Linked DNA regions of Mus musculus: regions 1 and 3 are each linked to region 2. A link is a contact called in public HiChIP or PLAC-seq and Micro-C data. All regions are on one chromosome and are shown on one strand. The core of a region is the stretch at or near the end of the contact, and the rest is flanking DNA. Distances in the headings are between cores, read along the strand shown.

The links. A called contact is a pair of places that touch in the nucleus more often than the background predicts. HiChIP or PLAC-seq counts read pairs in DNA pulled down with a chosen protein or histone mark.
Region 1: a contact with region 2 is called in an H3K27ac HiChIP or PLAC-seq map of embryonic stem cells, with 3 times the contacts expected there. The contact joins the promoter of Tmem168 here to the enhancer-like site in region 2. A contact is called at or near these places in 6 of 39 promoter capture datasets (the 3T3-L1 cell line, the C10 cell line, cranial neural crest and 3 more), 16 of 484 Hi-C or Micro-C datasets (CD4 T cells, the G1E-ER4 cell line, LSK cells and 11 more), 13 of 115 datasets of contacts at active chromatin or transcription factors (the SCID.adh cell line, bone marrow-derived dendritic cells, bone marrow-derived macrophages and 7 more) and 3 of 9 other capture datasets (adipose tissue, embryonic stem cells and liver).
Region 3: a Micro-C map of embryonic stem cells shows a contact between it and region 2, with 2.5 times the contacts expected there. The contact joins the promoter of Bmt2 here to the enhancer-like site in region 2. A contact is called at or near these places in 1 of 39 promoter capture datasets (neural stem cells), 19 of 484 Hi-C or Micro-C datasets (the AtT-20 cell line, CD4 T cells, CD8 T cells and 12 more), 6 of 115 datasets of contacts at active chromatin or transcription factors (bone marrow-derived macrophages, embryonic stem cells, extraembryonic endoderm stem cells and 2 more) and 2 of 9 other capture datasets (liver and macrophages).

The regions. Positions count from the first base shown.
Region 1 is chr6:13,606,065-13,610,289 of GRCm38.p6, reverse strand. Tmem168 (transmembrane protein 168) reads left to right here and starts at 2,192. Exons shown (of 5, transcript NM_028990.5): 1 at 2,192-2,460.
Region 2 is chr6:13,850,744-13,855,041 of GRCm38.p6, reverse strand. No RefSeq gene overlaps it. Among named protein-coding and RNA genes, the nearest start is that of Gpr85, 13 kb to the right of the region's middle. Within about 2 kb of position 1,656, at least 10 of the 459 cell types and tissues checked have an H3K27ac peak or open chromatin away from gene starts, as enhancers often do. A contact at or near this core is called in embryonic stem cells, where this site is marked.
Region 3 is chr6:13,674,726-13,679,294 of GRCm38.p6, reverse strand. It overlaps Bmt2 (base methyltransferase of 25S rRNA 2), which reads left to right and starts at 1,329. Exons shown (of 5, transcript NM_175312.4): 1 at 1,329-1,615. The coding sequence starts at 1,462.

The DNA.
Region 1 (4,225 bases), core at 943-3,442, 250 kb after region 2:
GGAAAGCTATGGAGAAGACAAACAGAGAAAGCTGTGCTACTTAAAAGTTCAGAGGGCATATTCAGGAATGGAGGTCAGCTAAGTGGAAGAAAGGCCGGATTGTTTCAGAGAAACAGCAAAAAACCCCAACTGTGAGAGAAAACATGCTTAGGCTCTTGGCCGTATATGAAAGTAAAAGAAGAAAGAGAAAAACTCCTAAGTCAGAAAAGCTGCTAAGTCACATGGCAGGGCTCTGTAAGCAGTGAGACTTCTGGGAAGGAAAGCTCACTAAGAGGATAATTATTCCTCCCATTCCTTTCCTGAGGGACAGCCCTTTGACCAGATAATAGGCAGGCCTAGCTCCACTGACTCTGAAGGGAGGAGACAATGGCATGAAATGTTACAACCTTTGGAGCAGATCGGAATGTCAGTTCTCCAACCAGGGTCAGAAGTAGATTCCATTCTTTAGACCAGGAGGAAAAATCTTTCCCTTAATGAGTCTCAACAGAGCTCTGGTGTCCTCAAGCGTCTCCAAGGCGACTGTAACTTTAAGAGACATGGAAAAAAAAAAAAAAAAAAAAAAAAAAAAACCACACACACACACAGATAACACTAATATAAATTAAGTGTTGAGAACTAGCAAGGGCCAGCAATATTTGATCCCTTTGTTTTAAAAACATTAAAACATTTCTATCAGAAACTTAAGCTAATGCCATAGTAAGAGAAACTGGACAGGGTGGCAGGGGCTACATTTGAGGAAATGAAAGCAGGCTGGAGCACAGAGTTGGGGAGTGTGTGGGAGTTTAAACTGGAGGTGAAAAACACACAATTTGTTTCTATATGAGGATGTTCCTCTGTCCGCCCCCCCCCCCCCCCTTGCTCCATCATGCAAGCTAGGTAAGCATGCTACCACTGAGATAACACCCACATGCCCTATTTAAGGATTTGGAGGTTTATCTGAAAGGATAAGCCATTTAAAGGTTGTAAGGCATTTTTAAAACACACATTCTCCCTCAATCCACAGAAGAAACTTTGTCGGATAGATGTTATCAGTGTTTGTTTACACATGAGCGGGCTAGGGGTTTGAAATGGTTTGACCTATATGAGGGGCTGCAAGCAGCAGGAAATGGAATCAGAAGGCAGGCAGGGACTTTTTGGTGGAAATGTTTTTTTTTGGGAAAGGAAAGGGGTTTTCTTGCTTTTTGCCTGGCCGTATTCTATTCAGGCTTCGTTCAGAACTTGTTTTTCAGGCCCAACTGTGCATTCCCTAGTAAAATCTAGTTTTTAACTAAGAACGCCATGAAGTCAGTTTAGCTTTCTATCTTTCTTATCTTCCTGTTTTCAAGGTAACAAGTACCTTTGTTGTGTTAGCAACAATGTTGTTATGCTTCCAAGTCATTGTCCCCCTTAAAGCTAATGTGATTCCCCATTTGCTCAAGCATCCCTACCGCATCCTAATCGTTAAAGTCCCACTTTTACAAGCTCTCTATTGAACTGGAACCATTATCTCCTCTCCATTGCAAGATGGATTTATAGCGGTCCGTACGCGAACGAGACTGTCTTAAAGCCCTCCTTAACAACGTGTTCTTACAGGTATTGAATATCTTTTAAATTCATTTTGTACATGGAGGGACACACTGTTTCCCTGTATATTCACAGTCCTGTGAGAAAGGTTTTGTTACCATTTCACAGATGGAGAAACCAATTTCAACCCCTGAGACTGCTGCTCCGCAGCACCTGTGAAATGCGGCGCTCACGTGTGTACAACTATGTTAATTTAAGTGCCATCAGAATGCAGATTAAAATCATCTGTGGTGTTTGAAGGTGCGCTTAGGGCCAAGGAAAGCTAGCTAGGGCTGTAGAATAAAGATGTTCAGGATTGGGGATTAATGGCGGACTTAATTAGAAAAGCAGGCTGGGGCAAGGAGAGACAGGTTTTGAAGGTTTGGTCAGCATATGCAAAGCCATATATTATACCACCTATATGAAAGAGCAGCAACGCCTTCTACATAGATTTATAGTCCACTTGCAATTATCCCACTCTAGCTGGCTCAGTTTCGGTCCAACTCTAAGCGGTGACCTCGCTGCTTTGGGGCCTGATCATCCGTGGTCTTCCCTGCTTTTGCTGCTAATCCCGGGTGGGAGTTAAACAGGCCCAGGGTGGGGCAGCGCAGCGAGCACCTGCCTCCCCAGGCTCGCCGCTGGGCGTGGAGAGCGGCTAGGAGGCCGGGCCAGGGAAGGAAGCGCGCGGCGCGCCTTGTCCCTGACGGCGATCCGTAGCGCTGGGAGTCAGCGGCGGAAACATGGCGGCCGTGTCGGTCCTAGCGAAAGTTTCTACCGAGGCCTTGCGGTGCTAGTGCGGGAGGCCTCGGGCTCACGTCCCCACATCACCTCCGCGTTCTGGCTCGGAGGCTCCGCGCCCTTTGGCTCTGCGAGCTTCGCAGCGGAAAGAGCGAGGCTCGCTGGCGACCGCTGACTCGGGTAAGGGGCATCCGGGAGCCGAGGGGCGGCGGAGGGCTGGGGCGCCGCCCAGGGTCCGGCTGAGCCGGCCAGGCCCCGCCCCGTCGGCCTCCTGGTGGGATCGATGCTCGGGGGCTGGCGACCGCCAAGGGAGGGCGTGCCTCGGTGTCCCGCCTCACCCTGACCCGGGAGTCGCGTGGTGTCGCCTCGTCCCAGAGCTAAGGGGTAGCGGAACAGCCAGGGTCCCGAGCCCACTTCTCCATCTCTCGCTAGATCGAGCCCTAACGGGAGAGAAGTTACCATAGCTGCTCAAAAAGGAGAGTCCGAGTTGCCATTCTTCTAGTTAAGAGGTGGGCCGAAAGAGTTATTAGCAGGAACTCAGAGAAACTAGGCTGCAGGTCTCCAACTCCTGACGGCTCAGTGTTGTTCTTTCAGGTTTGGACATTTCCCCTACGAGGAACAGACATAGATTTCCACTGAAGGATTATGAAAGCGATACATTGTGTCTTGAAGTCCATTGTCTTAGGACACCATGAGGGCACTTTTCTGTTTTGGAAGAAATTTGGTGAATTAAGTGAAGGTTGGAGTAAAGCCAAGAGCAGACAAGCCAATGATTCCTGGACTCTCACTTAAGTACTAGTGCTAGCTGTGGCTTATTAGAAAGTGGTTTATTTTATCTGCATTTCTTAAGTAGTTTTTTCTATTATTAGTCAGTCTCCTCTCCCCGCCCCCCCCCCTTCGGAATTGAATGTTAACTTGATTACAGACTGCTGGATACTGAGCGTGCATTGTGGAAGACAGATCTCCCCAGAGACTTTGTGACCTGTGAAGAATGCAGACATTAAACAAATGGTGAAGAAAAGAGTAGTTTTACTTTTCCATTTCAGAGAGAGTGATCCGAGAGGCGATTCTCCTACGAAAAGAATTGTAAGCCCACACCTGAATGAAGGGTTTGACAGATAAAGGGCAGATAGGGCTAGGAGGAGGAAAAGGAATATGTCCAGAGAGGGCACGCCATTTCTGTAGTTCATAATTGAAGTGTAGTTGGAATAAAAGTGAGAGGAAGAGCAGTAACAGATGGGGCAGTTATTCCTGTCCACTGTGTAGCACTTTATAAAGGCACTGAAAAGTTTACACTGTAATACTGTGAGGGGTGGAAAGCCAATAGAGAATTTTGCATAGTGGAGCATAACACGATAAAATTCGGGTCTTAAAAACACACTTTAAGAAGGGCAGAAGTTGATAGGGAAGGGAAAAAAAAAAAAAAGGAACATGTTTAAGAATGAGGTCATTGTCACCAAAATTTAGGTGGTGATTTTTTGGCGGATAAGAAGTAGTAGAAATGTGAAAGAGATGCTTAGGGAAAGAGAAATCAAGAACGTGTGAGGATTAACTCATGGGTCAAGAAGTGTGGGGGAAGGTTAAAGGAGTAGATAGGACTATAGTGGGGTCAAAGCCAGCGCCTCCCCAATGCTAAGTATGCTTTCTGAGTTATGACCCCAGCCGGAGATCTTTCTAATGGACTTTAGCAGTGACTTGCTCATTGACTCCATTCTGCTTTTATTTGCCTCTGGAGTCTTCCATCAAATCATTAGGGAAGGCAGCTCAAGTAAAAACAGTCACAATGCTTTTAAAATTTGTTTTCATTTCTAGTTAAGGCTATTTTTAAAAGTCAGAATGGGTAAAAACCTTTAAAACTAAGGCTCATAAGAATGTGACTGCACAATATTTCATGGTACAGCTGTAGTTCTTTTTCAAAATTACATAATATATGGAAGCAATTTAG
Region 2 (4,298 bases), core at 407-2,906:
TGGATTTATAAAAGGGCAGTCTGGATTCTAGGTGTAGAAAGAGAGGTTTTTATCCAGAGGGAGAAGATAACAAATCTCTTACTAGATGACCTACCTTCATTAGACAATCTGTAAAGGGGTCCATGTTCTACACATCTCAGCCTAGCATCCTTGTGGTTCCACCCCAGCAATCTGAGCTCTTTTCATATCTTTGATGCTGACTCTGGACAGTTTTCTCCCAAATTAATGTATTGTGGGAGGTGATTAGGTCATGAATTTAATTAGTGACCTTATGGGGAGAGGAGATACAGTGTGACATTCACTTCTTTCCAGTTCTTCTCTATTTCTTCCCTTTTCTTCTCTCCTTCACCTACCCTGACCCCACTTCTTTTCTCTCCACCATGTAAGAATATACACAAGAAGGCCTCTCCAAACTAGGCAGAGGGTTCTCAGAAGACATCAAATTGTCTGACATCTTGACCAATTTCTAGGCTAGAGAACTGTAAGACATAAACTTCTGATATTTAAGCCACTCGGTCTATAATATTCTGTATAAGCAGCCTAAACTGAGTAAGATATTTCTATCTCATATCATTGAGAAGTTTCATCCATCTTGCTGTCCTGACTGCCCCATAGCAATACATAGACACCCACATATATGCACGCATACCGTTTTCTATTTGTGTGATAATAACCATACCATTTATTGAGTACTGACCATTGTTGTGGCCGCCAGCAGCTCGCAACGTGAACGGTTCGACTGAGAAGGCCGCTCGAGCTGTAAGAGAGGAATCTAGACGGGGCAAAAGAAGAAATGTAGCCAAGACAGTTACTCTGATCAAGGCTCAAATTTTATTGTTGCGACACTAGTTATGAAGGAAGGGGGAGGGGACCCGATTCCCGCCGAATAATCTCTGGTCCAGTAGAAAGGTGCACGTGTGTGGCTCCTCAGGTTCCAGCAGTGGGCGTGGCAGAACGAATGAGCAGGAAGCTCCACCCCGAGCAAGCAGGTTTCAGGCTGGGGGAGGGGAGACTACATCTCCTCCCTATTATTAACAAAATAAAAAAAAAAAGAAAAAGCTGGCCTGAGGGGGGAAAATTATCTATGCTCAATAGTTATGCCTGGAATCTAGGGCTAAAGAAAAAACTTGCTTCACTGGGATTTTTTAACCTTTCTTATGGTAAACTGTATCTGGCTTAAGACTGTCCTTTCTAGTAAACAACTGAAAGGCCTGGAGCTGCAGACTCTGACTTTATAATGCTAATTAGTACTTGGTAGGTAACTTTCTAGTTGAATTTTAAGTAGGGCGATGGAACTCTGGCTAAGTTTGACTGAAAGATGTGAAAATAGCACTAAGTTGATATTCCTCCGCATTTTTGGAAGATAGGTGGGAAACAGGGAGAAGGAGTTCGACCGGCTCTTGTTACAAGGCCAATTGGCTTTTTTATTTGGGTGGGAGGCAGTGAAGGGATTGACCTTTCAATAGTGCGTCTCCAATCTCTCTCCCCCCTATTAATTAAGTTAAAATAAGGCAACGCCGTAATACCCTATATGAAACTCAAAAAGAGGATCTAAATTTCCCAATATCACACACATGGCTAGTAAACAGTAGAGAATCAAAGCCAGACTGTTTCCACATCCCACGAACACTTCTTACAGGATTCAGACTAAAGAGAGGGAGGAAATCCATGGTTCTCCCACCATCTGGTTGAGCCATTTTTCAAAACTCTTTCCTTGGTCTGGCCCAGATCCACTGTTTACATGCCCACTGCTCTGCCCTCTCTCCTTGGATCTGTTCTTTCTGCTGTTCATTAATTTAGCGGTTTCAGAACTAATGGTAGATAGACTATGATTTGAAAAACATCAAAACTCAAGCTTTCCAGGTACCTACAGCATGGAACTTGGCAATGCCAGCCATACCTAGTACAAAGCATGAGACATTTTATGTCACACAAGGTACTTGAGCACATCTGTGGAAGTGCTGATTAGCAAATGGTTAACACTGAATCAAAGCTGAACAGTTCCTTTCTTTCTCTGTCACCAGGAACCGCTACCCTAAATGTCATTCAGAATGCCGTGCCCTAATTTCTGTATGAGCTGTCTTATGAAGCTTACCCTGTTGATTACCTTCTTGGAACATTATCTTCATTTTTTGACTTTTGAGAACTGCATTTACTTATTTATAGAACACATATCTGCTAAGAAACTATATAGTTCTAGATAACCATATACTTGGTCAAGATATGTTATTAAAACTGGAGCTGGGCGTGGTGGCGCACACCTTTAGTCCCAGCACTCGGGAGGCAGAGGCAGGCGGATTTCTGAGTTCGAGGCCAGCCTGGTCAACAAAGTGAGTTCCAGGACAGCCAGAGCTATACAGAGAAACCCTGTCTGGAAAAAAACAAAACAAAACAAAAAACAAAACAAAACAAAAAAAACCCTGATGTTATTAAGTAAACAAATATTAGTTGATGTTAGTGATTTTAATCAAATATTGTAACTGAGAGGGCTGGAGAGATGGCTCTGAGGGTAAGATAGCTGACTGCTCTTCCAGAGGTCCTGAGTCCAATTCCCATCAACCACATGATAGCTCATGGCAATCTATACTGGTATCTGATGGCCTCATCTAGTGTGTTTGAAGAGAGCAACAGTGTACTCACATACATTTAATTAATTAATTAATTAATTAATTAATTAATTTAAAACATTGCAACTGAAGAGAAACATATTGATGGGATACATAAGCAGACAACTAAAGGAAGGAAAAAATCTGAATTCTGTGGCCGAGTGAAGGATAGTCACACACAAACACCTTAATCTCCTCTTCTTACACTGACTCCCTTGTAGAATCTCTCAATATTGTCTTGCTGATAGAAGGTCCTAAAAATCCACTATGAACGGACAATATGTAGCCAGCTCTGGCTTTCCAAATTTAAATTTTATACTAGCCGCTACTTATAGATGATCCCGTGAGACTGGATGATTGTTAATTTATGCTCGCTTGCTAAAATTAAACTTCATCTGTCAACACTGGATGTCTTGTCTGATTTCCTTGTGTGGGTGTGTACGATCATCAATCTCCTAGCTAACCAACCTCGAACTTATTCTAATCCCATAGCCATGCTCTGATTCTTGCATCCACTGGTCCTTTCTCTCTGTAGTCCTTTCCAGTGGTTGTTTGTTCTATCATTGTAGTAGTGGTAATGACTGGACAACTGTCTACAAGCACAAATATTTTTAAATTATAAATGTCTCTGGCTTTCATCCAGCCAGGGAGGTGGGGGTGGGGAGGTGGAGGGTGTGTGTGTGAATACTGTCACTGCATTTTGAGTGTGTTAATCTACACCTCCTCAGCTGTATGGGATGCCTTCTGAGATGACAGGGCAAACAAAAGAAGACCAGCAGAGATGGGTGTCAGCCCCCAGCTCCAGTCCCACTTCCCTCACATCAGCTCAGCTCGCCCTCATTTTATATTGAATTTCAGTGTGATCAGTGTAAATGACAAATGTGCCACCATCAAAAAAAGCTCAAGTACACGAGAGTGAAGCCTGTCAGGTCCCTCTTCTTTCTAAAGTTAAAACCTCATGGACTCGAGAAAGATAATGAAAGTACTACTAAAGAAATTTGCTAGTTTAGACTTCTACTATATGCGTCTTTAATGGATCCTGGAGTTTTGTTATGAATTTGACATGACAGTGCATGAGTTCCTTTGGTTTCCCAGAAGGTAATGGAAATCTGGAAGAGTCCAGGACATCTGTAAAGAAGTCAGAATTTCTCTCTAAAACGTTAGTTCTTGAAGTTATAGGACCTTGGCCTTTTCCCCAAACTAAAGCCATTTATGAATGCGCCTTCCACAGTCTTTCTACATTTCACAGAGAATCTGTGAAGAGTGGGAGTTTCTAGGCTACGAATTCCTGAGATTTGATTTTTTTTGTTTAATGTTTTATCCAACTTTTCAAAAGTCAATAAGTAAATAGTGCTTCACATGCATTTCTCTGGAGTGTGAAACCAGCCCGTGTGAGCTTCATGATGCAAAATGTGGACTACACCAAGATGAGCTGTGGTTATGGAGGTCTATACATTAGCTTCTGAGGGAGTGACTTAGGAAGACAGTCTCAGGGCCAGCAGGCTGACTGGAGCCAATGGCTCAGGTCTTACCAACTGATTTCTGTTTGTTTGTTTTTGTTAACGCTCTTCATCTGCTTAATTTGCTGCATCTAAATTAACTCCGAACCAATAGAAATTTGCTTCTTAAAGCTTCTTATTCTCATACATGGACTAGACGGTGTAGAACTGGTTTCAACATCGGAACTACTGA
Region 3 (4,569 bases), core at 80-2,579, 180 kb after region 2:
AACTGTGTAACAGGCATTTGTGATGTGAGAGAGCCTGGAGGCCAGCATGCACTTCGCTATGCTGTTAGGTTCCACAGATAACAAATTATCCCTTCTGAGAATGGTAAAAGAAATGGCTCCCTTTAGCAGAAAGGAATCAGCTTCAACAATTCCTGAGGAATGTGGCTTTTTGTCTAACCCCCAGAATTTGTGGAAACAGCGTTTCCTTTGGACCCAACAGTGACATAAAGAGAATGTTACTAATATTACCAAGACATTGATCTGAAAGTTTCAATGCAACAATGTCTATACAATGTCTATACAATGTGATGTAACCAATAGCTGTAAAGTGCACAATCAGATACAAGTCATTCCCAGGTCTGCCTGATGCACTACCAGCAGCCTAGGTAAGTACTAGTACAGAGCGAATGCAGTCTCTTTTTGGAGATTGGGCTTCCATCTTTCTTAAACAAGTCGGCAATCACATACCCTTAATAGTGTTACACACAAATGAAAGAAGTTGGAAAGGGGGAGCCATTTACTGAATTTTGCATGGACTAGTGGACTAACTGTCCAAAATATGAGAGACCACCTGAGCAGACTTTTCTGTGGGTTCTGAGATGACCTACAATCAATGCAAGTTTTCCAGTAACCCATTCTTATGGTCATTACAGAAGTTCTACAGGGAGACAATATGGCCTTTTGGTGTTTTAACTTGTCCCACACCTCCTACTATTTTTTTTTTTTTTTATCTTTCTTTCCCGCAATTCATTGTCTTTCGTGTAGCAGCAGTATGCCAAGCATTAACCTGGGTTAGCTAAGAGAATTACATCGGGATTTGGTAGTTTGACCTCTCCTTGACCCCGATGAAGGCTTTCAAGTTTGGACTCCTTGAAATGTAAAACCCTGCGTAGCAGCCAAGTCTTCAAAGGGTATTTAGCTGAAGGGAATTGTAGAGGTGCAACAGGGTGCAGAGGGAACTCAGGTGGACGACCGCGTCCTGTGGCAGCATCACCCAAACTCCCAGCGGCCTAGGAAGTTGGGAGACGTGCCAAAGCTGGACCATACAATGAAGCTCAAACTAGGCAAATAACTCTGGGGCGCAAGCGCACCCCATACCACAGGCCTCCTCCCCTAGGCAGCCCCGGCTCCTCCGCACAGCATCCGGGGCGTGGCCTGGCGAGGAGCCCAGTGCTTTCTCCGCCTCCTTCAGCTGCTCCTTCCCAAACAACCCGGTGCGCCGCCGCTGCCCTTTGCCCATTGGTCCGCGGCCCTTTCCATTTCCACCCAGCCCTCCGCAGTTCACCAATCACCTTGCGCTATTGGGAAGACACCGCCCCCGAGGCCTTAGCTGTGGCTCCTCGGCCTCCTCCGGTTGCTGCCTCTGCTGCTGCCTCCTCTTCCCCACCTCCTCCGTCCGGGGAGAGACCGCGGGGCCCGAGGGGCGGCGGCGGCAGCGGCAGCGGCGGCGGCGGCAGCGCTATGGAGCCGGGGCCGGGTGGCCGAGGCGCAGCGCGCGGACAGCGGCCCCCGAACGCCGCGCAGCCCCGGGAGCAGGAGCGGAAGCTGGAGCAGGAGAAGCTGTCCGGGGTGGTGAAGAGCGTTCATCGGCGGCTCCGCAAGAAGTACCGCGAAGGTAAACAGGCATCGGGGGAGGGGAGGCGCGTCCCCCGGCTGGGTCAGCTCTTTTCAGCCCCACAGGCCACCATTGACACACACGGGGGCGGCACGTCTGCCCAGGCCGCGATCGGCCGGCCGGCCTCCTGCGGTCGGCTCCCGGAGCCCTAATGGGCAGTCGCCACCCGCCTAGGCCCTGTCCCCAGCGGTGGGCTGAGACCACTGTCACCGAGCCGCCGCTCAGAGGGAGGGAGGGGCTTTCAGGTAAGACCCGAAGAGGGGTGGGGGTGGGGGTGACTCCACCGAGAGACTGGCAGGAGCGAAGCTGCCCCTCGCTCTTCTGCGCTGGACCAGCCTGTTGTTCAGCCCGCTTGGCAACAGCCCCTCTTCCTCTTCGCTCCTTGGCAAGGCCGTGCCGAGGCCTCCCCTGCCTGGGCATCCAGGGCTGCGAAGTCAGCAGGCCCAGCGGAGGATCTCAAGGTGCTTCGCCTGCCGTGTTTCACTGGGGAGAGGGTGGCAGGTAGCTCCCCTCCACCGCAGCTCCATCTTCAAGTTTGTGGAGACAGTCCAGGAAGAGATCTGGGGCAGGTTCTTAAGAGACTGTGCAGGTTTGAAGAGTCTCTAAGCACAGAGACTCTGAAAGATGCCGGTGCCTTCGAAGCTGGCCAGAGGTGCAGACCCCGCTCTTCCATGGGGGCAGCTTTTCGTCTGGCGCATATGCCGGAACAGTGTCTATAGTTGAATTTTATGAATTATCCTGGCATTTTGTAAATGGGGGCTCTCAAACAAAGCAACTTTATAAGATTCGGAAGGTGACACTTTGCATTATTCTTCATGTGTTCAGGAAAAAAATTCTCATAAAGTGTTAAAATGGGCTACTTTCAGCAGATTTTTCTTTAGCTTAATTGCAAAATGAAAACTCAGCAGCGTTCTAATGTCAGTCTTTTAACTAGTTAATAATTTAGGTTAAAAGAGAAATTATGACAGTGAAGGAACAAAGACTTGTGAGATCATGTCACTTTTCAGTTATGCACACTTTTCAATTACTCTGAAAGTTCAGTCAAGTCTATCTTCCTTTGAGTGTCGTTGATGCATTTTATTCTTAACACTATTCAAAGTTCTTTCCTTGACAACTTAGCCCTGGCTTTTAATAGAGGCCATTTGATATCCCCAAAGATGGCTAATAGCTATTGTTTGATAGGTACTAATAGAAGAACCTTGGCAAGCATATTAAGGTATTGAATTTTTTTTTATTGAAGATACTTTAATTCCCAACCTCAATTCAATAAAATGAGTGGTTACCATAGCAACAGTTGCATCATTCTTGATAGTCACAAAATGCACTTACATAATGCCATTCTCTAGTGGTTTTTATGTTGTTTGAAGAAATGAAGAAATAAGTGGACCCACTTTTCTTCAATTTATCATGCCATTTTGTACAAATTTTCTGTGCATCTTTTAAAAGAAAATGACTAGTATGTAATTCAGTTTCTATTCTTAACCTTTTTGTAATAATTTCATTGTTATTCATTTATTCATAAACGAATAGGTTCCACTTAACACACTGCTAATGTGTCATTATCTCTTTAAGCTGCTGTTTATGCATGCTTAGTCTCACATGTTTAAACATGTCCTTACGCCCAAATTCTAACTAGGGGAACACTTGGTTCATAATGAGGATTGATACTTAGAAATTACCAGAATGGAGAGCAATTCAGTAGTTCAGAAACAAATGATCTGATGTGACTTGGGCAGGTAGAGATTTCCTGATAGTCTAAGAATTTGAATGAAGCAATTCTTTTGGCATTTTAATGCCCTGAATTCCATCAATGATTTAGATGTTTTATTTTGAAGGCATAGTATTGTACCGATGGTCTTCAGTCATAAATGTATTCTATAAGCTCATAACAGTTTTCTTATTAGGGAATGCAGTAAATTCTCACTTAAAATATTGGAATGTAAGCCATAATTTTCACTAATGGTTCTCAAGCATGGCTGATCTTTTTACATTCTCTGCATTTTTATCTCAGATCTACAGTCTTTGTATCTTCCTTAGGAACAGGAAATGTACTAGCCAGATTTAGTGCATATTCCAAATTTAATTTAATTAAGATCAAAGTAACTTTCATGAAGATGAAGTAGTTGACCATTAGTGCATACTATTTTATGGGAAATAGAGTGTCCATCTCATCTCTTATCCTAATATTGTTGGCATAGATGTTAGAATATAAAAGAACGTGAAGATAAGGAAGTAACAGTAAAAGTTGAGAAAGGAAAAAGGATATAAATTGACGGGTAGGGGCTGTCTATGGGAGTGGAGCAATAGGGAGTATAGTTTTCTCAGGGATATACTGGTAATGAATAGACTGGGGCAGAATGAAAGGGAAAACAGCAGTTACTGAAAAGTAAGAATACAAGTAAAGCTAAAGAATGTAGGGTAGAATAAAGTCTTCCTTGTCTACATCTCTGACATTGGATTGGAAATGCAATAGAGAGAAAAATGAAAACAGGCCCTTCCTGCTGTGGTGGGTTTTTCCCTCCATTGTTGTGATCTGTCCGACTGGTGAGAGTTGACGATGATGAGCGGGCTTGGTTGGGGAAAGGGAGCTGTGTTACGGAGGTGAGTCCGTCTGTTTACTGCACTTGGAACTACTTTTACTTCCAGATTGAGTTTAGATGAAGGAAAGTATGCTTGCCATATCAGGTATTTAATATCTTTGCTATACAGAATTTTGAAATTAGACTTCTATAGCAACTTAGAATATTTTAATTTGATTAGAGGGTATATAGACAGTTTATTTATAAGAAATTGCTAGCTTAATTTTGCTTTCCAAACAAGGACTTTGTTGATTAGTCAGACTTACTTGATCAGTGTACCTGACTAAGAACTAAACTGGGGCCATGTAGGTTTTCAGTTTTGTTTTTGCTTTCTTTGTAGTTTGGGGGTGTGTGTGTGTATGATGTATGTTTGTG